4 separate regions of the Mus musculus genome follow, and regions 1, 3 and 4 are each linked to region 2. The links are chromatin contacts, called in public HiCAR-type and HiChIP or PLAC-seq maps. All regions are on one chromosome and are shown on one strand. The core of a region is the stretch at or near the end of the contact, and the rest is flanking DNA. Distances in the headings are between cores, read along the strand shown.

What was found. HiCAR-type assays count read pairs that join an accessible place to other places. HiChIP or PLAC-seq counts read pairs in DNA pulled down with a chosen protein or histone mark.
Region 1: an H3K4me3 HiChIP or PLAC-seq map of the SCID.adh cell line shows a contact between it and region 2, with 9 read pairs. The contact joins the enhancer-like site here to the promoter of Pxylp1 in region 2. A contact is called at or near these places in 17 of 39 promoter capture datasets (the 3T3-L1 cell line, the C10 cell line, the HPC-7 cell line and 11 more), 17 of 115 datasets of contacts at active chromatin or transcription factors (the SCID.adh cell line, T-cell acute lymphoblastic leukemia, acute myeloid leukemia and 12 more) and 3 of 9 other capture datasets (adipose tissue, liver and pancreatic islet).
Region 3: a contact with region 2 is called in a HiCAR-type map of kidney, with 3 times the contacts expected there. The contact joins the enhancer-like site here to the promoter of Pxylp1 in region 2. A contact is called at or near these places in 12 of 39 promoter capture datasets (the 3T3-L1 cell line, 3T3-L1-derived adipocytes, cranial neural crest and 7 more) and 3 of 115 datasets of contacts at active chromatin or transcription factors (T-cell acute lymphoblastic leukemia, kidney and stem cell-derived neural progenitor cells).
Region 4: a contact with region 2 is called in an H3K4me3 HiChIP or PLAC-seq map of neural tube, with 2.9 times the contacts expected there. The contact joins the enhancer-like site here to the promoter of Pxylp1 in region 2. A contact is called at or near these places in 16 of 39 promoter capture datasets (the 3T3-L1 cell line, 3T3-L1-derived adipocytes, the C10 cell line and 9 more), 1 of 484 Hi-C or Micro-C datasets (hematopoietic stem cells), 10 of 115 datasets of contacts at active chromatin or transcription factors (embryonic basal ganglia, embryonic forebrain, embryonic hindbrain and 6 more) and 2 of 9 other capture datasets (adipose tissue and pancreatic islet).

What each region holds. Positions count from the first base shown.
Region 1 is chr9:97,063,444-97,070,463 of GRCm38.p6, forward strand. No RefSeq gene overlaps it. Among named protein-coding and RNA genes, the nearest start is that of Gm19325, 12 kb to the left of the region's middle. Within about 2 kb of position 5,723, at least 17 of the 459 cell types and tissues checked have an H3K27ac peak or open chromatin away from gene starts, as enhancers often do. A contact at or near this core is called in the SCID.adh cell line, T-cell acute lymphoblastic leukemia and neural stem cells, where this site is marked.
Region 2 is chr9:96,884,018-96,890,735 of GRCm38.p6, forward strand. Pxylp1 (2-phosphoxylose phosphatase 1) reads right to left here and starts at 5,457. Exons shown (of 6, transcript NM_001289647.1): 1 at 5,342-5,457.
Region 3 is chr9:97,132,100-97,139,737 of GRCm38.p6, forward strand. No RefSeq gene overlaps it. Among named protein-coding and RNA genes, the nearest start is that of Slc25a36, 25 kb to the left of the region's middle. Within about 2 kb of position 1,417, at least 20 of the 459 cell types and tissues checked have an H3K27ac peak or open chromatin away from gene starts, as enhancers often do. A contact at or near this core is called in kidney, where this site is marked.
Region 4 is chr9:97,045,425-97,053,056 of GRCm38.p6, forward strand. Gm19325 (a long non-coding RNA gene) reads right to left here. Exons shown (of 3, transcript XR_871047.2): 3 at 2,737-3,066. Among named protein-coding and RNA genes, the nearest start is that of Gm19325, 6.0 kb to the right of the region's middle. Within about 2 kb of position 5,882, at least 24 of the 459 cell types and tissues checked have an H3K27ac peak or open chromatin away from gene starts, as enhancers often do. A contact at or near this core is called in neural tube, where this site is marked.

The DNA of each region.
Region 1 (7,020 bases), core at 4,473-6,972, 180 kb after region 2:
TTTGAGGATCACTACTCTTCCCTGGCACTACAGGATTTTCTTTATTTTAAAATAGGAAAGTAATTATTTTTTTAAAGATATAGAGCTATTCCAGTTATCCATATGTTTTGGGATAAACTGTGGTCGTTTATACTTTTCAAAAAATTGTCCCATTTCATATAATTGTAAAAAAAAAAAAAAAAGTACCATCGATCCAGGCTTAGGATTCCCTTATTATCTTTTTGAGTCAATGCAGAATCAATCAGTAGCAATGCCATTCCTCTCATTTCTGGTAATTTAGCCTCCTCAAGATTGCTGTTGCTTTCTTCTCTTCTTTCTCCTCCTCTTTCCCCACTCTGCCACCGCTTGCTGCTTACTATAAAGTTTTGACCCAATAGACATTCGGGGCTCATCACCAAAACTGTGTGACAGGTGTGCTGAAGGGCCCATGCAAGCTTGAATTAAAAGGCCCTACTGTGATTGCATCAGATGAGGCCTCTGGGGAGTAAGGTCACTGGATATGTCCTTTTTTTTTTTTTCTGTTGCTGGAATAAATCACTCTGACCTGGGGCAACTTGAAGGCAGAAAGGGCTTACTTAGCCTACAGCATATGGCCCACCGTGGAGGGAAGTCAGAGCAGGCCCTGAAGCAGAGAGCACAGAGGACCAGTTTACTGGCTCATGTTCCCTGGCTTGCTCATCTAGCTTGCTTACGTAATTCAGGACTACCTGCTCAGGGGTGAATCTGCCCACAGAGGCCTGAGACTCCTCTCCATCCATCAGCAATCAAGAAAATGCCTCACAGACATGCCCACAGGTTAATCTAATGGAAACAGTTTCTCAACAGAGATTAGCTTTTCCCAGGTATGTCAAGTTGACAACCAAGATTAGCTATCACAGGGTGTGTTTTTGTAGGGGGATGCTGGGATCCTGATTCCAGATGCTATGAAGGGAGTGGCTTGCTTTCTTACCCATGTACACTTGCCCAGATATTCTGTCTTGCCATGGAACCAAGTGACGGCTCTCTGAAGCCTCTAAAACCATGAGCCAAAAACACACCTTGCTTGATACAAAGTGATTTTTCTCAGGTCACTGCAATACAGGGCTGTATAATACAACAAACTACCACCAACCTAGTGGCTTTAAGGAACCCAGACTTACTGTTTTGTCGTCATGAAAGCCAGGGGTCTGAGATGGGCCCCACTAGGCTGCATTCTTTTCTGGAAACTCCAGCCTTCTTTTTTTCTTGGCCTTTTTCAGCTCCCAGAATTTGCCTGAATTCTTTGGCTCACGGCCTCCTTCATCTAAAAACACCGGTAAGAGCTGACTGAATCTTTCTCACAATCTCTCTCTGGTCCTGATTCTTCTCTCTCTTTCTTCCCAATTACAAAGACACTCGTGATTGAACTGGACTTGCCTTAGTAGCCCCGGATAGTATCTTAGCTTAAGGTCTGCGGACTAGGAGCCTGAATCACTCCTTGCCATATACACATGTCCTGACATTAGGATGTGGACATCCTCAAAGACTCTCACTTAAGACACAAGTGTGTGCTGTGTGCATGCACACACACAGAGTAAATGTACCAAGATGTTAACAAATGAGTTTATAAATGAAGGGCATAGATTAAAAACTTCTGTAGGTTTGATTTTTTTCAAGATGCGAAGTCTCATTTGGAAAAAGGAAACTTCTCTCAATGATGGATATTTCAAGCAAGCACAAATATACAATCTATTGTCTGAAATTCCAAAGTTCTTAAATGTGACCATTCCTCCTCCTCCTATTCTTTATAACCCCACACTACTGGGAACTTTACAGCCCTTTACTCTTTTGTCATGGCAACACATTTCACCGCAGAATGGCCCCAGCTTTTCTCTTAGTCCACACTGCTTCCCCTGCTCATGTGCTGGGTGGGTCCTGGGTCAGGCACCCAGATGTAAACGGGGAGAGATTGGTTAGTCAACCTGCCTAAGAGACAGATAGGGTGCAGTCAGAGGATGGGGAAAGATGAGGAGCTAGAGAGAACGGGTCCCCAAAAGTGCTACACACCAGGCTGTTTCAATGGGCAGCGTGGTAAAGCATTTAGGGGTTTAGAGCTTCCCTGAGGGGGGAGGGGGAATCAAGGACAAACTACTGGGGGATCCAGAACCCTCAGCCCAGTAATAACGGGAAAGTGTGGAAGCTGATCCTTCCTCAATTGCCTCTCTCCCCTCCTGGCAGATCCAATGCCACTTCGGAGAGTCCTGGAGGACCCAGGGTTCTAGTCCCTGGAAACTAAGTGGTGAGTGACTATCCTATTATTTAATATCTGAGTGAAGTCTGGGAGTAATTTGTTATACAGTGACAGAATAGAAAAATATTTTCTCCTGCCCCAGATGACTATCATCAGGACTTGTTTACCGTTCTCTTGGCTTTCATTTATCATATTGACGGGCACCTGCTTGCCTAGATACATGGTTGTGTTCCTCAGGTTTTGATCTTTCAGCCTTGGCTTACTTTCTGTTTACCGTTATGATCTACTTTTCTTATTCAAAACCAGGCTCCTGGACCAAGTCAGGCTGCTCTTGGAGTTCATTCATTTTCCCTCATGTGAATTTCTGCATTCTCCTGTTCTTGGACAGAGAGAGTGTTTTCAGTGTTTTGCTATGGCAACCAGGCTGCTATGAACATTCTTGTGTGACTCCTGGAACATCTGAGCTATGTTTTCTCTAGGGTCTGTGTCTAGGAGCGAACCGGCCAGCTTATATGCTATTAGCATCAACTGTAGAATGCATATTTTTCCCTGTGTTGATAGTCTCATTTTAGGCAACTGCAGCACCTAAGAATTTCTTTGTCCCTCATCCATTTGATATCGTCCTATTAGATTCTGCATTTTTGAAAGATTTAAAATCACATTTCATTGCAATTTAACTTGTTGTTTCCTAATTGCTAAGATGACCCCCCCAACACACATTTATTATGGTATATTAGGTTTTATTCTCCTGTAAAATGCCCACTTTTGACCTTTGTCCAGATTTTTTTATTGGGTTGCCTTTAATGGACTGATTCATAGAAGTTTTTATGTATTCCGATTCTATCCCTTGACAGTTGTATACATTGCAAATATTTCCAGGCTTTGGATTAGATTTTCCTTTTGGGGAAGTATTTTGAGGAAAAGACATTCTAAAATTTAATGTAGACTAATCTACCAGTCATTTCCTGTCTGGCGTGCACTTTAATATTGAGCACAGAAAAGCCTTTTCCTCCACCAGTTTACAGGGACATTTCTCCTATGATTTCTTACAGTTGTAAAAGGTTAGCCTGTCACATTTAAGTCTAACCCACCTACAGGGATAGTCTAGGACATGAGGTGTGTATCAATTGGCGACGACTATCCAGATTGCTAGCTTTTCATGTGGATAACCACAGAGCCAGTACCATTTTGTTGGATGGTCCAGCCAGTTTTATGCTATTTCTGACCCAATGAAGTTTCTTTTGTTTTCTTCTCCTTTTCTTTGTCAAGTGTTTTGTTATGTAGTCCAGGCTGGCTTCAATCTCTGAATCTCCTGCCCAGGCCTTCCAAGCGCTGGGACTGCAGGCATTCACCACCACACCCATCTTCCAGTCAAGATTCTGCTTTAAGCATGTGAGTCTGTTCTTGGCTCTGCCTTAATCTCCATTGTTTTTTCTATATCCCCATACTCAAGCCCTATGGTCTTAAATTATCCCAAACTTTGTAACTACAATGTGACCCTCTCCTCACCTCTGGACAAGCATCAAGGCTGTTTAGGCCTTTTGTTCTACCGTGTATTTTGGACTTTTATGTGTGTGTGAGTGTATGTACACTCATAACGCCTGAGTGCATGTGGAGGTCAGAGGTCAACCTCAGGAGTTACTCAAGAGACTTCCACCCTTTTGAGGCAGGGTCTCATGATGGAGACCTAAGACTTAGTGATTAGGCTAGGCTGGCTAGCCAGTGAAGCCATCTCCCTAGTGCTGGGGTACTATTTTAAAACCAAGGAAAATTTCCCCTTCTCTAATTTGCAAAGTTTTGCTGAATGCTTTTCCATGAGGATCATGTTTTTTCTTCATTAAACCTCTGGTATAGTAAATTTACACTAATAACTTATTTAACAGTGATCCTGGAATTCTTGGGATTAACCCAATTTTGTTATGACTTACTATCTTTTTTCTTTTTCTTTTCTACAAAATACCATGAATAAAGCTGGTGAGATGGCTTAGTGCTTAAAGTGTGCTGCGGCTCTTGCTGAGGTCCAAATTTTGGTTCCCAGCACCCATGTCAAACAGTACACAACTTCCTCTAACTCCAGGTCCAGGGGATCGGACTCTCTCCTCTGACTTCTGCAAGTAGCTGGATACATGGGCACACGTGTATAACAGATACTTTTTTGAATGTCATGAGTTTGAGGCATGGTAGATCAGATTTGTAATCCTAGCATTCAGGAGACAGAAGCAGATGGCTTTGAGTCTGAGTCCAGCCTGGTCTACATAAATAGTTCCTGGCCAGACTGAGTTAGAGATCCTGTCTCAAAAGAAACCCGAAGACCTTTAAAACGCCAGGAGTAGCCTGTTTGCTACGAGTCCATGAATGCAATCGACCTGCAGCTTTTCTCACTTTCATATCAAGTGAAACTAACCAGAAAGAAGAGTGTGCAGAGGACGGCCTGTTTGCTACCCTCTGGGAAAATGTGTAAATCTGGAGAACAGATGGCTAAAACCTCCAGGGATACTTGTATGTGCAGACAGGTATTGAGAGTTTTGGTGATCCTTGTAATTTACAATTTTATTAACATTTCCACGATTATATAATTAAGATGAACTGCATCTTGCTCATTTTTTTCCTTTGTAACAGGAATCCAAAATCTAGTGATTGAAGCAGGTTTTACTTTTCTTGTGCATGAGCGGTGGGTTGTCCAGAGGGTTGTGGTAGCTCCCCTATGCTCCTGGCATCCACATTCCTTTCTTTCCATTCAGTCCCATAGCATGTGCTTCTGACTGCCTTGTCACTACTGGCTGGGTAGCTTCAAGCATGATGGTCTCATTCCAGACAAGATGAAGTAGAGAGAACAAGACGTGGGCAGAGTGGAGAGAGGCACACTGGTCTTTATCCATTGTCAAAACCAAGGAGACAAACACACTGAGTATGCATCATGCGTTTGAAAAGCGCATATGCATGGACTTGGACAGCTACTACCAAGCTCTCCAACTGCTCTAGCCAAGGCTCAGTGATTAGCAGCTGAAAAGCAAGAATGAAATCCAGTGAGTAGCAGCATACAAAGAATCAGCTTCAAAGACTAAACACCTAACCAAGATATGTCTGGTATGTCCAGGCCAGAGCTGTTGGGAAGGTACAGGACCTAGATAGGCTCATCTACATGTGATGCCTCTGGAAAACTTCAATTCCTACCCTAGTGCTCAAAATAGGTACCAGACCAAAGAAATCTACTTCACAGAGATGGAGACATCCCTGGGTCCATCAGCATGATCGGACAGGTCTTATCTAGCTATTGCTGCCACCTAGTGGCCGTCTTCCTTTAATGGAGGCCGAAATCTAAATGCTAAGCATGGTAGGTTCCTTGAGGCCAGGAAACCACAGAGAAGCTGGCGATCAACTTACATTTGAGAAGGTTCAGGAATGTGTTCTAAAGGAACTTGACTTGAATTTCATGTGTGTTTGATTCTTCCTGCCTGCCTCACGAGGACCACCATTTGTGAACTAGGAATGTGGTCTGCTTGTCAAATGGGCCACTTCAAAGGGAAGAGTGTGGGAAATTGGAACTATGACCACAGGCCTCTTGTATCATGTACCACACCTAAGCTTCTGGCATTAAAGGTCTTTGCAATGGTTTAACGAAGGTACATGTGAAGACTTAGCACACAAGTAACACTCAAAAGTAGCATATACACACTGAAGATGAAAGATTATGTGGTTCTTCTGCAAGGGGCAGAGTCACTCAGGGTCCTTTTGGGCCCTGCAAAATTAGAGGCCCAGATTTCCAAAGACCGAAGTATTTCTGCAAAGGTAAGTGTCTATTTGAATTATAAGATTTGCCACAATGGCTCTGTATATCTAGAAGCAGGAAGAGCCATCGGTTTAGTCAATGGAACTGACTGTCATAATTCAGTGAAAGATTGGAACTTGGTTCTTAAAATAACAGGTTGGAATATGATGGTATGTCAAAGATCCACTTGTGGTTCTGGCCCACTTTCTATGGCAACTAGACAGCAGACTCGTTTTCTAAAAGGGGTACAGTAACCAGATACCAGTCCTTTCAGATTTTTTTGGTTTTTTGGGAGGTTTGGGTTTCACTCAGTGCAGTGTCACTGAAACTCACATTAAGAGCTAAGGGGAGGGCTGGTGAGATGGCTCAGTGGGTAAGAGCACCCGACTGCTCTTCCGAAGGTCCGGAGTTCAAATCCCAGCAACCACATGGTGGCTCACAACCACCTGTAACAAGATCTGACTCCACTCTTCTGGAGTGTCTGAAGACAGCTACAGTGTACTTACATATAATAAATAAATAAATCTTAAAAAAAAAAAAGAAGATGCGCACACACGTGTCTGCTCCATCATTTCCTCCTTAAAAAAAAAAAAAAAAAAAAAGAGCTAAGGGGAATCTAGAATGTGGCTCTGAGACCTGGGGTTGGGACTCATCCCAGCAGCTGTCCTCCTAATTCCTTCACAGGAAGTGCCACACACACTGGAGTCTGGAGCTGCCTCTGAAACACAAAGGAAGGAGCAGCTGTTGAGTAGTCTGTGATGATCGGAGATGCACTGTGCCGACTCATTTCAGAGACTTTTGAATTTCCTCTGAGCAGCTACAGCTCTTGCTCTCGGCCCTTCAGGCATCTGCACTTCTTTTTTTTTTTTTTTTTAAAGATTTATTTATTTATTATATGTAAGTACACTGTAGCTGTCTTTAGATACTCCAGAAGAGGGCGTCAGATCTTGTTACAGATGGTTGTGAGCCACCATGTGGTTGCTGGGATTTGAACTCCGGACCTTTGGAAGAGCAGTCTGGTGCTCTTACCCACTGAGCCATC
Region 2 (6,718 bases), core at 4,207-6,706:
CCAGACAAGAAGTGGTTTAAGGGAAGCAGGGCTTCCTTGGGTTTAGTGGTCCAGGGCATGCAGCCCATCAGAGTAGGAGAGATACACAGCAGGAGATAGCTGCTCACACTCAGGCAGAAGCAGAATGAATATCAGTGCTCAGCTTGCTGGACCCTGTCCACACAACCCTTAGTGAACATCAGTGCTCAGCTTGCTGGACCCTGTCCACACAACCCTTCCGCCCAGAGTTAGAGTGAGTCTTCCCATCTCAATGAAGATAATCTAGATAATCCCACACCGGCATGCCTAGAGGCTTATCTCTTAGGTGCTTCTAGATCCTGTCGACTTGACCATCAAAACTAGCGCATGCCATTTCAAATATAGATCACATGAGTCCCAGAGAGTTCTAATGCAATCATGAACCTACAAATAGGGGCCTAAAACTTCTGTATTGTCCAAATGTCTCATTTTTTTGCCTATATTTTTTAAGATTTATTTTTATTTTACATGTATGGATGTTTTGTCTGCATGTATGTCTGTGTACCACGTGTGTGCAGTGCCTACAGAGGCAGGAAAGGGGCAACAAATTCTCTAGATCTGGAATTACAGATGGTTGCGAGCAGACATGTGGGTGCTGGGAAGTGAACTCGTCCTCGGGAAGAGCAGCCAGTGCTCTTAATCACTAACCCAGCAATCCAGCCATTGTTTAGATTTCAAGGAAGTTCAAATGTATATCTTCCTACATTTTAGTAGTAACTTTTAAAGCATACAGACTTACTTCTAAACTTTTAAACGATTCTGCTACAACTTCAATAGCTTTAATGCAACCCAACTTTATGATTTTAGAAGCAAAGACTTAACGATATTTTCCCTCATATTCTTCTGTATTTGCAAATAATAAAGCTGGCAAGATGTTCATTTTATGTTACAGTTAAAATGGTCAAAATAATATCATCCTATCTCTGAGAGTCAGTGTTGGATCCGAGAATGCGGCCAGCTTAGGAAAGCAAGCTGCAGTCTGCTGATTGGAAAGACGGGTCTCTAAAAAGCAAAGCGGGTAGGATAAACAGTATCAGACTGTTTATAAAGATGGTATAAATGATGTCCTTCCCCACAGGCAGAAAAGAAAAGAAGGGGGAGGAGAGGCGGGTCGACACCAAGCATAACAATTCTGAGCATACTCTGTCCTTTAAAGGTCTGGTTTCCATGCTAATGGCTACAGCTCTCCGCCAGAAAGGTGAGGTCGCACATAGTGACACAGAGGGTGGTGGCAAGGAGATGACAAAGAGATGCTTTGCAGACGCAACCGTGAATGTGCATGTTGAGAGCATGACTGTAAATATTAAGTGCATTTGTACGTTTCTATGGTTCCCTACGCTCTGGAGGGAGCCGAAGAAAGAATGGGAGAATATTCCAAGTCCTAAAAATCCAGAAGGGAGGAACTCGCCCCAGGAACTGAAGACTGTCTGTGTTCTACTTTAGGGGTACCCCAACTATCAGCTAATATTAGATATCTGAGTTCCCCAAACTCTCCTCCAACTCAGAGCTCCCAACACAGTGTAGGTGCCACCAAAGTACAAAGGGGAAAGGGGATGGAGGGATGCAGCCATGAGTGAAAGATGTGTGTGGAGGGATGTCCTAGCCGAAAGGAAACACTGCAGGCTGCCTCTTTGCTGCACGAACGACTGCACTAGGCTCAATCTGGCTTTGTTTTGTTGACTTTTAATCATCAAATTCTTCCATACTCCTGGGTTTGTCCCGCCCTTCATAAGAGATTGGTCTTTCACTAAAGACAGTGGCTTCCTCATCTGAGATGGGCTGGGGAAGCCTGCAGGTGCTAGGGATGAAGGAACGTGACACAAGAATGCATTCTGGTTTGGTGAGCAGCGAGGGGTCTCATCTTCTGGACCTTGAGTAGACCCTGCAGTGCATCCTGGGTTCACAGGTGCCCCCTAGAGGCTGACTTGAGGTAGTTCCAAGCTGATTGGTACCACTGGACCACTGGACCCTGCTCTGGGTGGCTGGCTCTCTCCCTCTGAAGGCTAGTCTCTTGTTTATTCCCTGAGTGCACAGGGCTCTAGTAGACAGGGCCCACAGCATCTCTAGAGGGAGGTGGCTCCCCAAGGCTAGACCCCTCTGACCAACCTGGTTCAGTGGACCAGATCCCCAGGGTACACTCCGGACACAAGCTTACAACAGCCAAATGTCTTCCCATCTGGCCATGACCATTTCGTAGACAGCTTCCCAGGCCTTTTAAGAACCAGAAGAGTGAGCCCAGAAAACGTTTCTTTCCATCACTGTGAGATCATTTTCTTCTAGCTCAGCGATTCTGCCCCTAAGCGGTAACCCCTATACCAGAATGTGGGCATTCTCCTTTCCTAGCAACCAGAGTCCTGTCGGGGACAGAACCGGGAGCTGAACTCTCTTCTGGATCGTTAGGACTCCACTGTTCTATCTTCTCTCCCACCCCTTTCATACAGTGGCATCTCTCTTTCTCTCCCCACCCTTCCTTTCTCACTCTCAAACTGCAGGCATTAATTAAACCCCTTCTAGAAAACAAGATTTTTTGCCAGCTGCAGGAATTCTGGCCAAACCTGAACAGAGACAGTCTGGGTGAGAAAGATAAGCTAATGACAACCAGGGCAGCACAGGTCCCCACAAACAAGTGGCACTCTGAATTCCAGCTGTCCCCAGATTCCCAAGAGAAGTGGATAGAGGCCCTACAGCAGGGACTCCGGGTATGTTCTTCCTCAAATTGGCCTTTCACATGACAAAAAGCTGGATTTTGCTTTCTCTGCCTAGCGAAAAACTACTCCTGATAGGCCAAAGCAATCCCCCCCCCCAACGCTGGACTCCCCCCCCCCCAGCAGAACTGTAAAACATACTGCCAGGAATGTACATGCAAGGGCACTCCAGGGCTGCCACGGTAACCAGGTCTGAGGTGGGTAGCACCCACCAGAGTGAGATCATCACAGCCTGAAGTGGGGAAGGTGGGGTTCTGCAAGGAACCCCCAACTCCTTACCAGCTTCCTCCATCAGCAGGCAGAGGTGGAGGATGTCCCAAGAAGCCAGGGCTACCAGGTGTGGTGGTACAAGTCTTTAATCCCAGCACTTGGGACCTGAGGTCAGCCTAGTGTACACGGAGTGCCAGGCCAGCCAGAATAAATGAATGAATGAATGAATGAATGAATGAATGAATGAATGAGAATGGTATGCAGAAGCTAGGTCCTCAGCCCAGGGTCTGCAGGATAAGTCTTGGTGGACTTTTCGCCTCTCAGTAGGCAGCCTTGAGGCCTCCCCAGAACTCCCATTATCCTCCCATTCCTATCTCTAGGGTGAAGAGAACTGTTTCGTTCTGTAAAAGTCTGGAATCTCCACTGAGGGACAGGTCCAGCTGTCAGAGCCTGACCTCGAAATTGAACGTTCTATCCCGTCTCTTCCCCTTCACACCCCGTCTTACCAGACAGAGAACTTGTCTCCAGCAGGAGAGACTTTAACATTTATATATATGTATATTCAGATCTGTTGGATTGAGAGATATTTTGAAAATACTACAGCCCAGTGGAAGGCATGGGTTGTGGGCTCAAGACAGATACATGAAGTTTGCTTTGTTTTTGTTTTTGTTTTTGTTTTTAAATAAACATTGAGTAACAGGCAGGGGCACCTGGCCAGGTCCTAAAGGTCACCCCAGCCCTGCAGGTATTCAATCCTAGCCAGAAGGACTCCTGAGAGCAGCCTATCACTGTGAGGACAGGAAGATTCATACAGGAAATTGAGAACACTCAGAAGGGCCCTACTGAGCCCCACTGTGTTCTTGGCTAATTACTTATCTATTCAATAGAAAAGGAATATTGAACTAATCACTACCAGAGCCATCAAAGAGAAACCACAGAGACAGGGCAGTCCTACAGCCCAGAGTGCTGTGCTCCAGGCGGTCCACGCTGCCACGGGTTCCCATCTGCAGCCTCCCAAGGTATCTGTGAGGGCAGGCTGGCCCAGAGCCAATCCTAAAAGAGAAATACCCTTTATATGTTCTTTCTCTGACTAGGCAATTAATTTAATCTAAGATTTAATGAAAGACCCCAGAAGGGAAGGGGTGAACGCACACGCTGGGCTGTCACCATGCCATCTCCACTTCTCTCCGGGGACCATGAGGCTTTCCAAGCCATCTGCTTTAAATCCTCTTCCCACAGATGTCACCACAGGGCACCAACACCTCTGAGGAGGGGGCTGGTGCCAAGCCCGACCGACAGTTCCAGAGGGTAGGCTGGGCTCATCACTGTCTAGTCCATAGTCAGGGTCCAGCCTGGGACTTGCCGCAAAGAGCAACAAATGTCCCTAAGCCATGGAACTCTCCCAGAGCCCCTCCTTGATCACTCACTCATCCCACATTTCCCTATCCACACCAGATCTGATCCAGATTCCTAACTGGTTTTTACCTGTTGAATGTTTAGGAAGCATCCTTGCCTTTCCACAAAGACACGGGCCCACCCTAGAGGGGACAGTTACGTTCCCAGAGCTGTGGTGAGAGAGTGGGGATGTGGCTCCATTTCCCCAGCATAGCTAAATCTTCCCCGATCCACAGGTACTACTGACAGCCAGTCACAGCAGCAAAGAAAACCTGCTCCATATTTGTGGGTAGCAAAGCCGGCTTCTTTTTAAGAAATCGCAACCTATCCAAGTTCACCAAGCAAAAGCAAGCAAAGAAGTAACCACACTGTCCTAAACAGAACACTGAGCAAGCATAACCTGCACGCGTGAAGTGGCCCTGGGCTGGGCCCAGGGTTCCTGCGCCGCAGGCAGCAGGTAGCTGGCGAAGCACCAGCCCCACCCCCGGGGCAGGCCCTGAAGTTGCAGCCCCTTTTTACCTGGACACTGCAGCTATGGGACAGCCGGGAGAAGGGGGACCCCGGAGCTCAGATTCCCGCTGAGTCGTTCAGCAGGAGCGCCTAGGCAGAATGGGACCCCGCTGGGGTGGCGGCGGGGACCGTAGGAGCAGAGCTGGGAGGGAGAGGCGAGCGGCAGGCAACCAGGAGGAGGTAGGCGTGGGAGGGCTTGAGGGAGAAAAGGGGGTGTGCGGGCAGGCTTCTAGGGTGCAGGGCTGAGAAAGGGGAGACGGATCGGAGGGCAGGGACCCCTCTCCAACGCGGGGAGGGTATGGGGAGAGGTGGCAACTGGGGAGCGCGTAGATAAGGGAAAGAGCTTGGTGGCAGGGCTCACACCCGCTGCTTGGAAGCCCGCCCCTGCCTCCGGATCTTGGCATCGCGGACACCTCTCCGGGGTCGCCCCCCAAGACCCTAGACACAAGCCCGCCTTGCGAGAAGCCTCACAACCGCTGGGACCCGGCGCGCACCACACTCACCGCCTACGGTCCCGGCCTCCGTCGCTGTGCGTAGGGATCTCCACCCGCAGCCAGCTCCTCCTGGCGGGAGTGCAGGCGGCGGTGGCGCGCGCAGGCCGCCAAACTCGGGGTTCCGCAGCGCCCCCTACCGGGACCGCCGGGTCCCTGCCCGGCCCGACGCGCTCAGGGCGCCCTGGAGCTCCGCCCCGCAGGCGGCCGTGCGGGACCAGCAGGCTGCGGCGACCCGCATCCCGGGCCTTGGAGGCACACATGGCCTGGAGTGTCCAAACAGTCATCCAGACAGGCTCCGGTCGCGCCGTCCGGGTCCGGGAAAGCGCGCGCACTCGGAGCGCACAGGGCCTATGCTCCTCCCTATGCCGGACTTAGGACCCGGGAGGGTGCCATGGCCCCAGGACACTGCCCTGGACCCGTCCCAGCCTTGGCTAGGGTGCTTTGTGACTGCGTGCCTAACTCCGCGCCGCGGATCTAGCTGCGGATGTGGGTCCTGCGGTGCCTCGTGGACTCAAAACTGGCATATCCTAGCCACCGTGCCACCTCCACCCAAGCGCCTGTCCCGCGCTTCTCTTCCGGCGCGGGCCACATCCGGCCTGTGTCTACTCTAGACCTGGCAGTAGTTTTGTCCCTAAAGGCCTGCAGGCATCCACCCTTGAGAGGTCGTGGCTGTGTCACGGGGGCGTTTCTGCATGACCCCAGGGCTGCCAGCCAAAGACCCGCGCAGCACTCGTTCTATAAAGCTGTGTTTGTGGGTCTTTTGTTGTTGTTGTTTCAAATGCTGTAAAAAAGGATCTCACCAACCACAATTGTGAGATTGCCTTTGTTGTCAGTTCTGGGACTACAGTGACACCCTTGTGCCTCTCTCAACTGCAAAAGAGGTGCGGTTTTGAGGGTAGCGCATCACTTGATTTTCCCTAACTCATTCGATAGTGACTAAATCAAAACACTTTATATTTTATCCATATTTTTACCTCCAATTTCTCCCCTCAAATCAGCTAGATTCTACTTCCCTAGCCTGCATTCCATTTACCCCCATGGTCCAGCCATCTGGAATGCCTTCTCTGTTCAATGCCTTGATGGCCAGCTGGCACTTGCCTGAGGACACTAGTTACTATCCCTCTCACCCAATTACCCAGGCTCAACACCACCTTCAGCCTGCTTATCCCTTCAGTACTAGCGACAGCTTTCTCCAATACGTGAGCATGAAATCTCACTCCCCGTTAAATTCCTACTTGGGCTGGCCCTCAAGGACCACCACAGTCCAGGCATCCTATCCAACACAGACTCTTCCTTCTCGCCACGGACTCTTGACAGTTCTGCTCTAATTCCAAGTTCCACTCCTTCACAAGTCACACAGGCTGCAGATGACAGACAACTCCATCC
Region 3 (7,638 bases), core at 167-2,666, 240 kb after region 2:
GTTCAATCCCGTTAGCAAAAGCTATTGGGCTCTACAGAAGAAAAAGACAAATTTAGAATTAGAGTCAAATATCAAGTAGACAGAAATAGGTGAGCATATATGAGTTTTGAACATCGCTGTCAAGGAATGGGGCAGCGCTGCCACTGCCAGGACCAATTGAGTAGATTTATTGGGTTCTGCTACAATCAATCACTTATCCCAAGAAGACTACCCCTCAACAGCATGTTTTTTATTTGTTGTGTTGTTGTTGCTTTTAAAGTCCCTTTTCACCTGTGTGTAGGGCAGGGAGAGTCAATGCCCAGGCCATGGCAGGCATATCGAGGTCAGCGGGATCCGTGGAAGACTCAGTTCTTTTCATTGTGTGAGTTCTGGGAATTGAACCGATGTGTGCCAGCTCCGTTGTCGATTTGAAGGCAGGATCTCCTGTTGCCCAGGCTGCTTTTGAACTTTATAGCTAAGGTTGGCCTTGAGTTCCTTTTGCCTGTACCTGCCAAGTGCTGAGACTACAGGTGTGTTCCAACATACCCAGAAGATTTTACAGTCTTTACACGTGGAACGTTTACCTCATGGAAAAAGCATGGACCATTCACCCTACAGATCCTGTCAGAGCTACAGAACACAATGCAAAAAAAAAAAAAAAAACAAAAAAAAAAAACAAAAAAAACAAAAACAAACAAAAAAAACAAAACAAAACAACAACAACACAACAAAAAACCTAACAACAACAAGGGAACAGATTGTGTTCTCTAGGCAAAACGAAGTTAAAATTGAAAAATAGTTCTTTTAGCTGAACTGTTCGATTGTTTCAGGCTCTAGAGAATCTACAGCTGACATAATTTGTTTCCTACAAATAGCCTGCATGACTCTACTTTGATGTGAACAAACAGAATACGTCAAGAGCATGAAGTTTCCAGGTATGGGCACGTAAGGAATGGGTCGCTGTAGAAGTCAGAAAGTAGCCAAACTGTGAATGCGGTTTGAGAAAACTGCAGAATCCATTCGGGTCAAAGGCTGAAACAGAACTTGTGTACAAAAATATGCAGCTAAATTCATTTAGTTAATTTTTATCAATAAATCTATGAGTTGTACTTTCTCCCCTACTTATAAGGCAGAAGAATGAGTGGGAAGGAGAGAAGAAAGTTCAAGTTCCTGGCTCTGGCACTCGGCCTCTCACGTGGAAGTGCCTGCTTGCATCTCCTTCCCACCCTCCCACCTTCCCTGTAAACACAGGTTACTCCAGGTCACTGGCACCTCGAGCTCTGCCTGCTCTTACTGTTGTTTTGTTGGAACACCCCCCCCCTCTGCGCCTGCGCAGTTCTCCTCTGACCGCCAGACCCGGTTCCACTTACAGCCTCTACTCCAGCACCCTCTTAGTGCCAGAATCCTGGCACAGAGGAGGCATTATGCTTCTTCAGGCTTGCAGCATCTCACATCTGCAGCCTCTTATATGAACGGCCAATGCATATTTTCCACTTGCCCACTCTGTGCTAGGCTCTATCTTAGCCCAGGTGGCACATTAAGGTAGCCATCTCTTGGATTCTAGTGGAAAACTAACAATGTGCTGGTCACCAGATAGGACACATAACTGTGAAGAAAACAAGCAAAAGAAGGAAGAGTCGTTCAGAATGTGTGGGTTGGGATGGGATGGCCTCTCTGCACATGTGCTAGTTGTACTGGGAACGAAATGGAAGCAGCCATATGAAGATGCCGCTGGGGGCTGTGGTAGTTTATTTAGTAGGGCTTCCAAGATGAATCGCCAGACTCGAGCTTCCACACAGAACTCCAATCCAACTGTCAGCAGGTTTAGTTTTTCTCTGAGGCTTGTCCTTGGCTTGCAGATGGCTGCCTTCTGACTTTGACGTCACGTAGTTGTTCCTAAGTGTGGCTGTGTCACGATCTCCTCTGATAAATAAATAAATAAATAAATAAATAAATAAATTTGTATTAGGTCTCATAAGAATAACCTGATTTTTACCTCCACTACCTCTGTAAAGGCCCTTTCTGCAGAAGGAGTCACATCCCTGTAGGGATTGGAAGTTAGAACATCAACATTTGAATTTTCTTTTTTGTTCGTTTGTTTGAATGGAGGGTAAAATCCACGTTCAGAGGTCAAGTGCATGATCTGAGAATAGAAAGCATAAGGGCCTGAGAAAGTGTAAGGAACAGAGGCAGTGAGAGAAGAAGAGGAATCAGGTGGCCAAGACGGGCCAGGTCATGTAGGCATCTGTAGGTCACCGCAAGGATTTTAAGTGATGTGGGAAACTGTTGGAGCCTTTTTAAGTTGGGTGGTAAGAGGGCCTTGCTTTCACTGTCCAAAAATCACTGTGGTAACATGGGAGTTGGATAGAAGGACAAGAAAGGGAGTAAGAGATCCATCAGGAGATAGAGCCCGTGGGAACTTGAACAGTGACCTCTGTTGGCTGATGGGAGGGTCAGGAGTGAGAGGAGAGTGGGTGGAAGAAGGAAGAAAATACATGGCATGTCTTATACATACAAATATTGTTTAACCCAAATTAACTCGTCACCACAGAGATGCTAGCTTCATGACTGGGACAAGGACACTTTAGTAGGTATTAGACTGTTTGGATAGACTAAACTTCTACTAAACAAGTCTATACAGTCATAGGAAAGATACTTTGTTTCATTATGACTATCTCAGAAGGGAGCACGGTGATGCTACCATCCCAGGAAAGATGAGAAACTGTGGGTACCTAGAACTCCAGCCCGGGACAGTTCAGAGCTTTGTGCTGTCTCCTGCCCAGGCATTACCACTTCAGGCTACAGGCCATATGATGATGGAGTTGCTAAAAGGGACCATTTTTGTATTAATAATACAGTGTATTATTAATAATAGAGTATATTAGGGGCTGGAGAGATGGCTCAACAGTTAAGAGCACTGGCTGTTCTTTCAGATGTCCTGAGTTCAAATCCCAGCAATCACATGTATATCAAATCCCTGTAGAGAGATTTGTTGCCCTCTTCTGCCATGCAGGTATACATGCAGATATAGAGCACTCATTACTTTAAAAACTAAAAACAAACCAGAAAACCTCAGTGTATTAATTTGCTCTCTATGATAGATTAATCATGAATTGTTACAGACTTCAAGTCTGGTCAGCACTAAGTAACCTTAATTTATGTCATTTTTCTTTGACTCCATTGAGAGATGGGTCATTCATTGTACCACTGGCCAACTTGATTTATTTCATTATTGAAAGTCCCTAACTTCCATTTTCTACATTGGATTCTGTGTCATGATCCCTTTTCTGTCCCACCAGAACATCCCAACATCCCCAGGACTCTGCTTAGTTCTGTCCTTTTGCCCTTCTGGTGAAAGCAAAAACATTATTATTATGTATATATATATTTATGATAAGGAGAACAAAGTGATGAGAAGAATGAGAAAAAAGAAGAAAACGGGCGGCTGGCCAACGTGGGAGGAACAAGGTAGCCCAGAAAAAGATGAGAAATATCAGCAGGCTTTCCCCACCCAGACTCAGCAGCAGACAGCTCAGGAGCTCCTCCTAACCTCCAGAGATGGTTGGCTGCAGGGTGAGGCTGTTTTTCCTATCCCCAACTGGTTTTCTGATGGCCAGCAGGAATGTAGCACTGGGCCAAACACAGGGAGTCTTTATTTCTCTTGACCCATGATACACACTGCCACAGGGAACCACAGTGCCAGAAACAGTTTTAAGAGGGAAAGAAGCAGACAAATAGCTGGGAGGGAGTGGCCAATACTTCAGGCAGGTAGCCAGTGATTCAGGAGAGTGGTGCAGTGGTCCCTAGAGGTTCACCAACTTCACAGGATCCCCTTTGACTGATGAGAAAGAATATCTCTGTCTGAGAGACATGATACAATTCCTGCCCTTAGCGAACGGGCAGCTTAAGAAGGAAGAGAAGCACCCAGCACTCCCAGCTTAGTGCTCTCTGTTCTCAGGGATGCCCCAGTTACCCTTGAGAAAGTTCCAGCCAGTGTGATTTCACAACAGTTCAATACACACTCCAGGATATGGTGAGCTTGTGCGCGAAAATAACTTGGGTACCTTGCCATGTCTAAAAATTCTTAGGCACCCTTTATTTCAAGAGCCTACAAGGTAATGGTTTTGGTCCAAATGCACATGAGAATTTAGTTTTTAAATTTAAAAAGCACTCTAGATCAACAGGGGAAATGTGAATTTCTTTCTTTAACATGATTTTATTAGATTTATTTGTTAATTAATTTCAGGTGTGTGAGTGTTTGCCTGAGTGTATGGATGTGTGCCTTGTGCATGCATGCCAATGGATGGTTGTGAACCACCAGATGGGGGCTGGGAATTGAACCCAAGTCATCCGCAAGAACAGCACATTGTCTAAGCTGCTGAGCTACCTCTTAGACCAATGTGAGTTTAGATATCCCACCTTCAAATTTATGGTATAGATAATAACTTATCACTTATTGGTTGTAGATATATTTTGAGGAAATTGCCTATAGATAATTTGATGGTTGTACAAGTTATGTAGCATACACTTAAACATAATAAGGTGTCTATTGTGTCACTGGTGGATACAACGTTAGAGGATCACCATCACCACCATCACCACCATCACCATCATTATCAGCATCATCATGACCACCACCATCTGCACAGTCCATTGTTGGCTGAGATGCTTTTACATGATGAATAATTGTACTTGGCTCCCCTACCTAACTCTTTTAATATTTAACATTTTAAAAAAGATTTTATTTATTTTATGTATGTGAGTACACTGTAGCTGTTCTCAGACACATCAGAAGAGGGCATCAGATCTCATTACAGATGGCTGTGAGCCACCATGTGGTTGCTGGGAATTGAACTCAAGACCTCTGGAAGAGCAGTCAGTGCTCTTAACTGCTGAGCCCATCTCTCCAGCCCCCTACCTAACTCTTTTGAATTTAAATGGATGGATCAAAAACTTTAAATATGAAAATCAAATCAAGAGAATCGGAGAGCAAGTCAAAGCATGCAAGAAAATATTTGCAAACTATTGTCATATACAAACCATGTTGTGGCTTGGATCTAGAATGATAACTCCCTTCCCCCCACCTCCCCGACCCCCTGCACCAGAAGCTCTTGTGTTTGAATTCTTGGTCCCAGCTGGTGATACGGTTGGAGGAGGTTGTGGAGTCTTGCCAGAGGAAGTGTGCCACTGTGGGCAAACCTTTGAGTTTTACATCCTGGCTGGACTTCTTATGTGCTCCTGACTGTAGATGAAACGTGACTGGCTGCCTTCTGTTCCAGTGGCCATGCCTTTCCACAAGGATGGACTGTATTTCTTTGAGCTGTAATTCATTAACCAAATTAATGCCTCTTCCCTTAAGTTGTTTCCTGACAGGAATTTGGCCCCAGCAACAAGAAAATAGAAGACTGTTTATTATCGAAGATGTTTAAGTTTAGATATGAAGGTTATCTTTAAAAGGCCCATATGTTGAAGGCTTGGTCCCCATTGACAGTTTTTTTTTTGTTTTTTTTTTTAATTATTGTTGTTGATTTCTATGACAGGGCCTTACTCTGAATTCCTGGCTGGTTTGGAACTCACTGTGTAACGTGGACTGGTCTCAAACTCAGAATTCTCTTGCTTCAGTCTCCAGTGCTGGAGTTACAGGTATAAGCCATCATGAGTCTTGGCTCGTTGGTATGTGGCTTGGATCCATTTGAGAGTTTATTGAATGGTGAGATTTCTATCCTAATCAGAGGATGGGTCCACTGATGGGCTCGTGACTTACAGCATTACCAGAAGATTGTGCAACTAGTAAGTAGGGAGGTCGGAGGAAGTAGGTTATGGGGACATGTCTTTGAGAGCTGTATCTTGTCCTAGCCTTCCCTTCCTTCCCATTTTCCCCTTCTCTAGCCCTCTTTCCCCTTTCTTCTCTCCTCCTCTCCCTTCCCGCTCCTCTTTCTTTCTTTTCTTTAAATATTTATTTATTTATTTATTTATTTATTTATTTATTATATGTAAGTACACTGTAGCTGTTTTCAGACACTCCAGAAGAGGGCGTCAGATCTCATTACAGATGGTTGTGAGCCACCATGTGGTTGCTGGGACTTGAACTCAGGACCTTAGGAAGAGCAGTCAGCGCTCTTAACCGCTGAGCCATCTCACCAGCCCCCCACCCCCACCCCCTCCCCACTCCTCTTTCTTGTCTCCCTCTCTGTTTCCTGACTACCTTCAGGTGAGTACCTTTCCCATCACATTCTCCTAACCTTATAAAAGCCTGTCAACGTCATGCCTAAAGCCACAGATCCAGGTGACCTTAGACTGAAACCTCTGAAAAGGAGATCCATAATCAATTCTTCATCCCTTACAATGATTCTTTCTGGGTACTTTCCCATGAATACCCAGCCATGAAGCACTAACACAAAAGTATATGAAGAACTCTTAAAACTCAACTCAACAATAAAAAAAAAAATCATTTGTTCAACTCATTCTAAAAAGTGAGGGTAAGGCGTGACACCAGAGAAGATAGTCAGATGGAAGTTAGGCACACAAACAGATATTCTAGAAAGGACAAAACTCAGCAGACAGTAAGGAGAACTGTTGCCAGTGGTCACGGGTTAGAAAAGGGTAAACAGGCAGAACACGGGGTTTGTGCCCACTCTATATGACAGGACAATGAGGGGCATGTGACAGTACACATCATCCAAATCCATAGACTATAGAGCCTCGTGAGTGAATGCCAACGTCAGCTTTGAACACTGGCCCACGACAACGTGTTGGCTTGTTTTAACAAATATGTGGCTGTGGTGTAGGAAGTTGATAGTGGAATGTAGCTGATATGTGTGACCTTTGTGTTTTTTATTGTCCTGACTTAAAAACATCTATTAAAAATTAACCCACATGAAAACAAAGCCATAAAGCCAAGAAGAATTATTAATAAAATTTTAAAAAACTTAGTTAATTCCAGCAGGTGGGTATGTCAATAAATTCTGACTTGTCCAGAAAGTGAAATTGTACTCAACAATGAAAACAGAATGAAGAAAACCTGGGGCATGTTGGCTCAGGCCTGTAATTCTAACTTTTCAGGAGACTGAGGCAGAAACATTGACACTTCAAGGCCAGTCTGGGCTACTGTGAGTTCAAGGCCTGCTGGAGGAACTTAGTGAGACCCTATCTCAAACTACACAGGGGAAAGCTGGTGGCGGCTGTAGCTCGGGTGGAGCAATTCCATACAACCCATACAACTTGGTACCCCAAAATTCATGGAAGGGTACCCTTGAAGTGGCTATATTTTACTGTATATGATTTATGTAAAATTTGGCTAAAAATTATATAATAAAAGTTTACAATAAAACTTGAAAGATTAAAAAAAAAAACAAATACATAATTGTGTGATATGGAACCTCACTTAAACATAGCCTAAAGCTGTAAGAGAAAAAAACTGAAAAATTCAATTATAGAAATAAAGGTTTTCCTCTTTGGTGGAGGAAAAAAATGTTTGCAAAGTAGAAAAAGAACAAGCTAGAAAAAAGATCTGCAGGTTGGCTTCTTCGTTTCCTAAGTAATCCTCTTGGGATAAGGCACTAGAACAAGGCTATCTCGTGTTAGGACCAAAGCGACTGATGTCAGTCACACCACAAGTCAGTGTCAGATCTCACTTGGGAAGTTTACTGGGGTGGGGGG
Region 4 (7,632 bases), core at 4,632-7,131, 160 kb after region 2:
TAAATGATACATTGATAACCCCTTAGTTATCAATGGGATAAGGTGATCGTGGCAATCCCTGTATTGGAGTGCTATGTGTCACATAGAAAACGTGGTGTGTCTCTAACCATGGTGATGTAGAAGTCAGCACATATATCAAATTCGAGAAACAAAACTAAACACCGTATGTGGAATCCCAATCCCTTTTCCTGCACAGGACAGTTTTGTTTTATTTAAAAAAGCAGCTATACACTTTTTTTCTATGTGCTAGTGTTTGTGAAATTGTTCTAGAATTATACACGGAAAACCCTTAATAGCAGTTGTCTCTGTGGGGAGAAACAGAGACCATGGAGGAGATGCCAATGAGCACTCTTTGAATTAAATCTATGAATTATTCTCACAATAATTTAACCAAGAATCATGAGACAAAGGAGGATGCAGTAGTGGAGGGGGCTGGAGAAGATGGCTCGGCAGTTAGGAGTGATGGCTGTTCTTGCACAGGGCCCAAGTTTGGTTCCCAGCACCCATGTCAGCTGTCTCATGACACTAGATCCAGGAGGTCTGACATCCTTCCCTAGCTTTCAAGAGCAAGCCCTTCATAGAGACATAAATAAAAATAAAAACAAACTTTAAAAATACAACAGGCAAAAAACAAGTATCACAAAACCAGCGTGTCTACATGAAAGACAGTGCGGAGATAAAAAAGGGTGACAATGATTATAGAGGGAGAAGTAACAAGTTAGGCATTTCAGGAGTCGATATGCCTGTGCTTCATGCCATAAATTTAAAAATTATAGAGCAAAATGAAGAGAAAGTATCAACATTTTTAAGGACACACCCCAAGATTTCAGCACCACCTCTTTTTTTTTTTTTTTTAATCAAAATGCATGTTATGAAAGAGTTCCTGATGATGTATGGTCCTGGGGGAGCAGAACCAGGAGAATTGGTGATCTGGGTCAGAACCAGGAAGCTTATAAAATGATTGGGACAAAAATGATGTCATCAAGTCTGGAATTTAACTTCTGAGGAAAAAAAAAAAAACCAGCAAGATCTCGTCCACACTATTAGCAATGTTGATCTGGCGATAGCTATAGCACAGCCTGCAGAATAATGTTTTTTTTTCTTTTTAATTTTTTTACATTTATTTATTTATTGTGATGCACACGTGCACGTGTGCCCTCTGGGGATTGGATTTAGGTCATGGGCTTAGCAGCAGCTGTCTTTACCCACACAGCAATGTCACTGGTCCAATGCATGCCTTTACAAGTCTACGGAATATGTTCACGGAGACAGAATACACAATACAGTATATACACAGAATACAGTAAATTTAAATACATCAAAATCACACAGGTCAACCTATTGACATTTAATTCTACCTTTGAAGAGCAGAATATACACTCTTCCTAAATGGACTTGGAAAGTGAAAGTAGGCCATACACTGAGTCACGAGACTAATCCAATCTTATTTAAAAGAAGCTACAAGAGACAAAGCCAAATCGAGAGCAAGAGTGAGAGAGAGAGAGAGAGAGAGAGAGAGAGAGAGAGAGAGAGAGAGAATTAAACTAGAAATCACGAAGTGAAGGATGCCTGAGGCATGTACTATTTGGAAATTATGCAACAAAGCTCTTAATAACAAATTAAAGAGACAGTCTCTTAAAAAATTAAAATGAAATGATAAGAAAAGTAACATAGTGGGTGGAGAGATAACTCAGTGGTTAAAATACCAGGGCAACTCAACTGCAAGCCAAAAATAAAAATAAGAAATAGAATACTACAAATTAGTGGACATGGAAACAACAAAAAATGTAAATTAATTAAATGCAAGCTTTTTTTTTTGTTTGTTTTTTGTTTTTTGTTTTTTGTTTTTTGTTTTCGAGACAGGGTTTCTCTGTGTAGCCCTGGCCGTCCTGGAGCTCACTTTGTAGGCTGGCCTCGAACTCAGAAATCCGCCTGCCTCTGCCTCCCGAGTGCTGGGATTAAAGGCGTGCGCCACCACGCCCGGCTGCAAGCTTTTTTTTTTTTTTTTTTTTTTTTTTAAGAAAAATAAGATTGTTTAAATTCTGGCCAAACTAATCAAGAAAAATTCACTCTCATTAACAAACGAATAGATGTTAATTAGCGAGACTTATAAGCATTATCAGGATGATAACAGAAAACCTTTTATCTCACTGTTAGTTCTGTACAGGAAATGTGTGTGATTTTTTTTTTTTCCTGAAAGAACGGAGGGCTATCAACCCGATAAGGCACCCACAACAGAAACATGCAACAGTCCAATCTTGCATAGTGACCCCGTGAGCTTCTTGGCTTCCATACATGACAACAGCGAGGGGCTGTTTACAGGATGTGACGTCAATGGTAGCTGCATCGCGGAAAGATCCATCCAGCATGGCCGATGACGGTCAGAGGATGCATCCCTCGTGCTCCCTGAACAGCTGAACCCAGCTTCCCTCTGCAGCAATTGTAACACGTGCAACTTGTGAAGCTTGTAACTTCCGTTAGCTTCTGGGGCTTGTAAGTTTTGTTATCTGGCTGAACCTCTGGGAGAGAATGTTTAGTTTGGGGGAAACTTAACAACACTCCTACAGACTCCTATGTTGAAAGCTTGGCCCTCACTTGTAGAGCTGTTAAGGAAGGTGCTGGAACTTTGAGGAGGTGGAGCATAGCTGGAGGAAACAGCTTTGGAGGCACCGCCTTGGGGGTCATATCTTGCTCTGGGCCTGCCTGCCCTTCTGCCCGCCCGCCCGCCCATGCCCATCTGTCTGTCTGTGTTTAGCTGCTATGAGACTCTGTCCCACCCTAGCCTTCTACGGAGACGAAAGATCCCACAATCCCCACAGACCAAAAACAATGGAGACAGAAACCCGGGCTGAAAGCTTTGAAACTGTGAGCCAAAATAAATCTTCCCTCCTCTCGAGTGTTCTTCTCAGGTAATCGTCGCAGTGGTGAGAAGTTAACGCACGGCCCTGTGCACAGCTTTAGGAACAGCGTTGTGCATTTGATAATACAGAAGAAATGGGAAAATGCCTCGAAAGATCCCGATGTGCACAACTCCATCCGCAGGAAGCAGACATCCCGAGAAACTGTCTGGAAAAAAGAATTTAAATTCTGAGTTAAAAATGTTTCCGCAAAAACTTTCCAGTCCCAGATGGCTGCACTTGTGTTTTCTACTAAGCCTTTATGGAGAAAATAACGCCTGGTCTACATAGATTCCTCCGGAAAAGGCAGCCAGGCAGGCAGGCCTCCCAATTCACTCGGAAAGCCGGAGACGTGGTAAGAAAAGAAAAACAGACTGTTGTGAACACAGACGCAAATATCCTTTTTAAAATTAGCAAATTAGGGGCTGCAGGGATGGCTCAGCAGTTGCGCGCACCTGTTGCTCTTGCAGAGAATGCGGGTTTTGTTCTCAGCACCCACAAGGACCCAATCATCTGTAACTCCAGCTCCCAGGCCGACACCCTCTTCCAGCCTCTGTGGGCACCAAGCACTCACGTGGCACACACACACACACACAATGCAGGCAAAACATTTATTTATTTAAAATTAAAATAATCTTTTAAATTAGCAAACTTAATTTTAACGTGTATTTAAGAAAATAGTAATACAATAAAACCAAGTAAGATTTATGCCAAAGAGCTGGAGGTAGCGGCTCACGCCTTTAATCCCAGCACCTGGGAGGCAGAGGCAGGAGGATCGCTAAGTTAGAAGCTAGCCCGGCCTAGGGAGACACTGTCTCCGGAAAAACTAACAAAAAATGATTTATGCCAGAAATGCAAATTGAGTCAACATCAAGGTTCAGAAATCAAGCAATGTAATTCAGAATACCAGCACACTAAAAAAGAATTCTTGATTATCAAGGAAAAACATTTAATAAAATTCATTTCCCTCTTAATGATTTTTTAAAACCTCTCAGGGAAAAAGAAACAAGAATAAAAGTAAACAAAAGCAAAATTCCCCACCTGATAGTGACACCTTCTAAGATATTTTAAATCCACTCACAACGCGGATGAGAGACTGAAGGATCCCTCCAGACAATGGGAAGAGCAGAGTTCAGCCTTGGCATACCTATTCAGTACTATACTAGAGATACTCGTAAGTACAGTCAGACTGTGTGTGTGTGTGTGTGTGTGTGTGTGTGTGTGTGTGCGCGCGTGCATGTGTTTGTGTGTATGTGTATATATTTATGTGTATTGTGTATGTATGTTTGTGTGTATGCATGTGTGTATATGTGCATATGTGTGTATGTATTTGTGTGTATGTGCATATGTTTGTGTCTGTGTGTATGTATGTATGTGTGTATATGTATGTGCATGTATATGTGTGTATGCATGTATTATATTTGTGTATATATGTATATGTTTGTGTGTATGTATATGTGTGTATGTATATGTGTGTGTTTGTGTGTATATGTATATGCACGTATATGTGTGTATGTGTATATTATATTTGTGTATATATACATATGTATATGTTTGTGTGTATCTATATGTGTGTGTCTATGTGTTTGTGTGTATATGTATGTGCATGTATGTGTGTGTATGCATGTATTATATTTGTGTGTATATATGTACATGTTTGTGTGTATGTATATGTGTGTCTGTATGTATATGTATGTGCATGTATATGTTTGTGTAAGTATATATATGTGTATATATGTTTGTGTGTATGTCTATGTGTGTGTGTGTGTCTCTGTCTCCAGGGTTCCAGACATTCCTCTCTCACCTCTTCACCCTCATTTCCTCCTCTTCACTGTGGCCTGTTTTTCTTTTCTTGAGGCCATCACAGTTGGCCTGCTGCTCTCTGGCCAGAGCTGTCCCACACCTTCCTTCTCCACCCAGGAGATCCCTCAGCTACCCCAGCTTTTACATTGGGAATACTAGTGACTGTCCATATCTAAACCTCTCACTTATGGCTTCAGATCACCTTGACTGACAGAATGAGTGGAAGGCCCATTTTCCAGGGAAGAAGACTGAAGCCCATGCCTGCCACACTAGGTCACACAGCCCATCCATGAGCAAGCAATGCCAGCATCAGCTGCACGTCTGTCAGGAGTCTGGTACCTGCTGAGGCAAACGGAGGCTCTGGAACCAGACAAAGCTGGGCCTGCCTCAGCCTCGGCCACCTGCCACCTGTGTGATTGTGGGCAATTCTCTGGCCTTCTCTGAGTTCCTGTTTCCTGTGTTTTGCTGGGAATGAAGCTGTCTGCCTCACAGGGCTGTCAATGGCAATCAGATGTATGAAGTCTGCAGCAATCTTCTACAAAGCGCTCATTTGATTTCTTTCTTGGTGAAGGCAAATTTGCTTAATGATTTTTGTGTCTTTCGTCACTCATTTGGCCTTGAAACAGTAAAGCCTGAGTGTTCAAAGTCATATATGCGTATAAATACACATGGAAAACCACCGCTTGCAGTATTTCAAACCAGCCTTTTCCCTCATTTGTTTCCATTTCTTTTCCTCCCCTCATCCTCCTTGTCCCTGCACATAACCACACACCACTCCACAGGTTCTCCCTCTACAGAGAGCCTAATCCTGCTACTGTAAGAGTCAAGGAACTTCCTTAATGAATGCCCCTAACCACAATGCATAATTGATGCCCAGCAGGGAACACACAGACAACCTGGAAAGAGACAGAATGAGCTGTATGTGAAGCATCGATACACACACACACACACACACACACACACACACACACACACACACGACTCTGTCAGGTCAGTCCCCATACATGGTCAGAACCACCCTGTGAGCAACCATTGCCAACCTGAGCTCAACAGCAAGGGAGGGCAAGCCCAGGCCACGGCGGCAACCCCTGTCTTTCTGTCTCCCACATCCTTTTCCATGTGAGCCCATCTGGGCTTGGCTCTGAGTGAGAGAGGCCACAGGCATATACAAAGCCCGAGCATCCTGGACATTGTTTTTGAAGGAGGCCCTCCCTGCACAGCCCCCAGGCTGGCAGAGGTGGAGCAGGCTAAACTCATGTGGCAGCTGGCCTTGGCTCGCCGGACAGATGGTGAACAAAACGTACACACACAAAGGGGGCGAGCCACATAGCTCAATTCCCACAGGGAGCCCTGCCTTGCTGCCCTCGGAGGCACATGGTATTCTGGAAGCAATGGAATACAAAAGGGAGGGGAAATGGCCATTTGTGGAAAAATCCAATTTCTTCATTTAAATGCCATAGCCAAATCTTCTCCCACCCCCACCTGGTCATAGATGTGGAAACTGGCTTACAGGAATGCTTAACCCACTCAGGATTGAAACCAGGACGTCTGTTTCCCAAACCCTACCATGCTCCATCTAATTCACCAGATTATTTCTAGATGGTGAATGGTAAACTTATGGCTTCTTGTAGATTCAAAGAAAAGGCATAATGCAAAAAGTACCCTGTGATATCAAAAGTGGAGACAACTGGAGCCAGATGCCAGACTACTTGACTCAACTCAGTCACATCGTAATAGAAAAAAAAATTTAAAGATTTGTTTATCTTATGTATATGAATACACTGTCACTGTCTTCAGACACACCAGAAGAGGGTATCAGATCTGATTACAGATGATTGTGAATCACCTTGTGGTTGCTGGGATTTGAACTCAGGACCTTTGAAAGAGCAGTCAGTGCTCTTAACTGCTGAGCCATCTCTCCAGCACTGAAGTATTTTTTTTTATTTTACATTCTTTTTTTTTAATTAGATATTTTCCTCGTTTACATTTTCAATGCTATCCCAAAGGTCCCCCATACCCACCCCCCAATCCCCTACCCCCCACTCCCCCTTTTTGGCCCTGGCGTTCCCCTGTACTGGGGCATATAAAGTTTGCAAGTCCAATGGGTCTCTCTTTGCAGTGATGGCCAACTAGGCCATCTTTTGATACATATGCAGCTAAAGACAAGAGCTCCCGGGTACTGGTTAGTTCATATTGTTGTTCCACCTATAGGGTTGCAGTTCCCTTTAGCTCCTTGGGTAATTTCTCTAGCTCCTCCATTGGCGGCCGTGTGACCCATCCAATAGCTGACTGTGATCATCCACTTCTGTGTTTGCTAGGCCCGGCATAGTCTCACAAGAGAGAGCTATATCTGGGTCCTTTCAGCAAAATCTTGCTAAAAAGAGTTTTGACTGAGTACACTTGGACTGAAGCACAGCTAACTTGCCAGGCGCACTGGATGAATTCGATAAACACCTTTTGGTGACCTACACAGTTTCCATGTAGCAGAATACATCAGCCTCCTAGTTTTATTGCTACAATTATTATTGCCAGTTCTAAGGCTACCTGATGCCAGGATGGGGAGAAGATGGTGATGCACACATATGCAGGCTCTAGGGGACTCTGAAGTCTGAGGTCCGTGTCCACACAAAAAGAAGGGATGCAATTCACCAGAGAGAATGGAGGAACAGCTTCCTTCATCCCAGGTTTGAGTGACAGGAACTTGAGAGAGCGCACTGAGACCTCAGGTAGGCATCTTCATTTACAGACGAGGAAGTGGAGGACAGGTCACGGTGAAGTGATAGAGGGATCAAGTCCCTCCCCTTTGGTAGCCATAGTGAGCTGTTGCCTGCCCCACTCAGCCTGCTGTGGTTTAGGGGAAGCTGTGTAGCTCTAGGGATGGAGGACTGACCAAGTTGCCCCCTCACAGCTTTCAATTCCTGGATCATAGAGG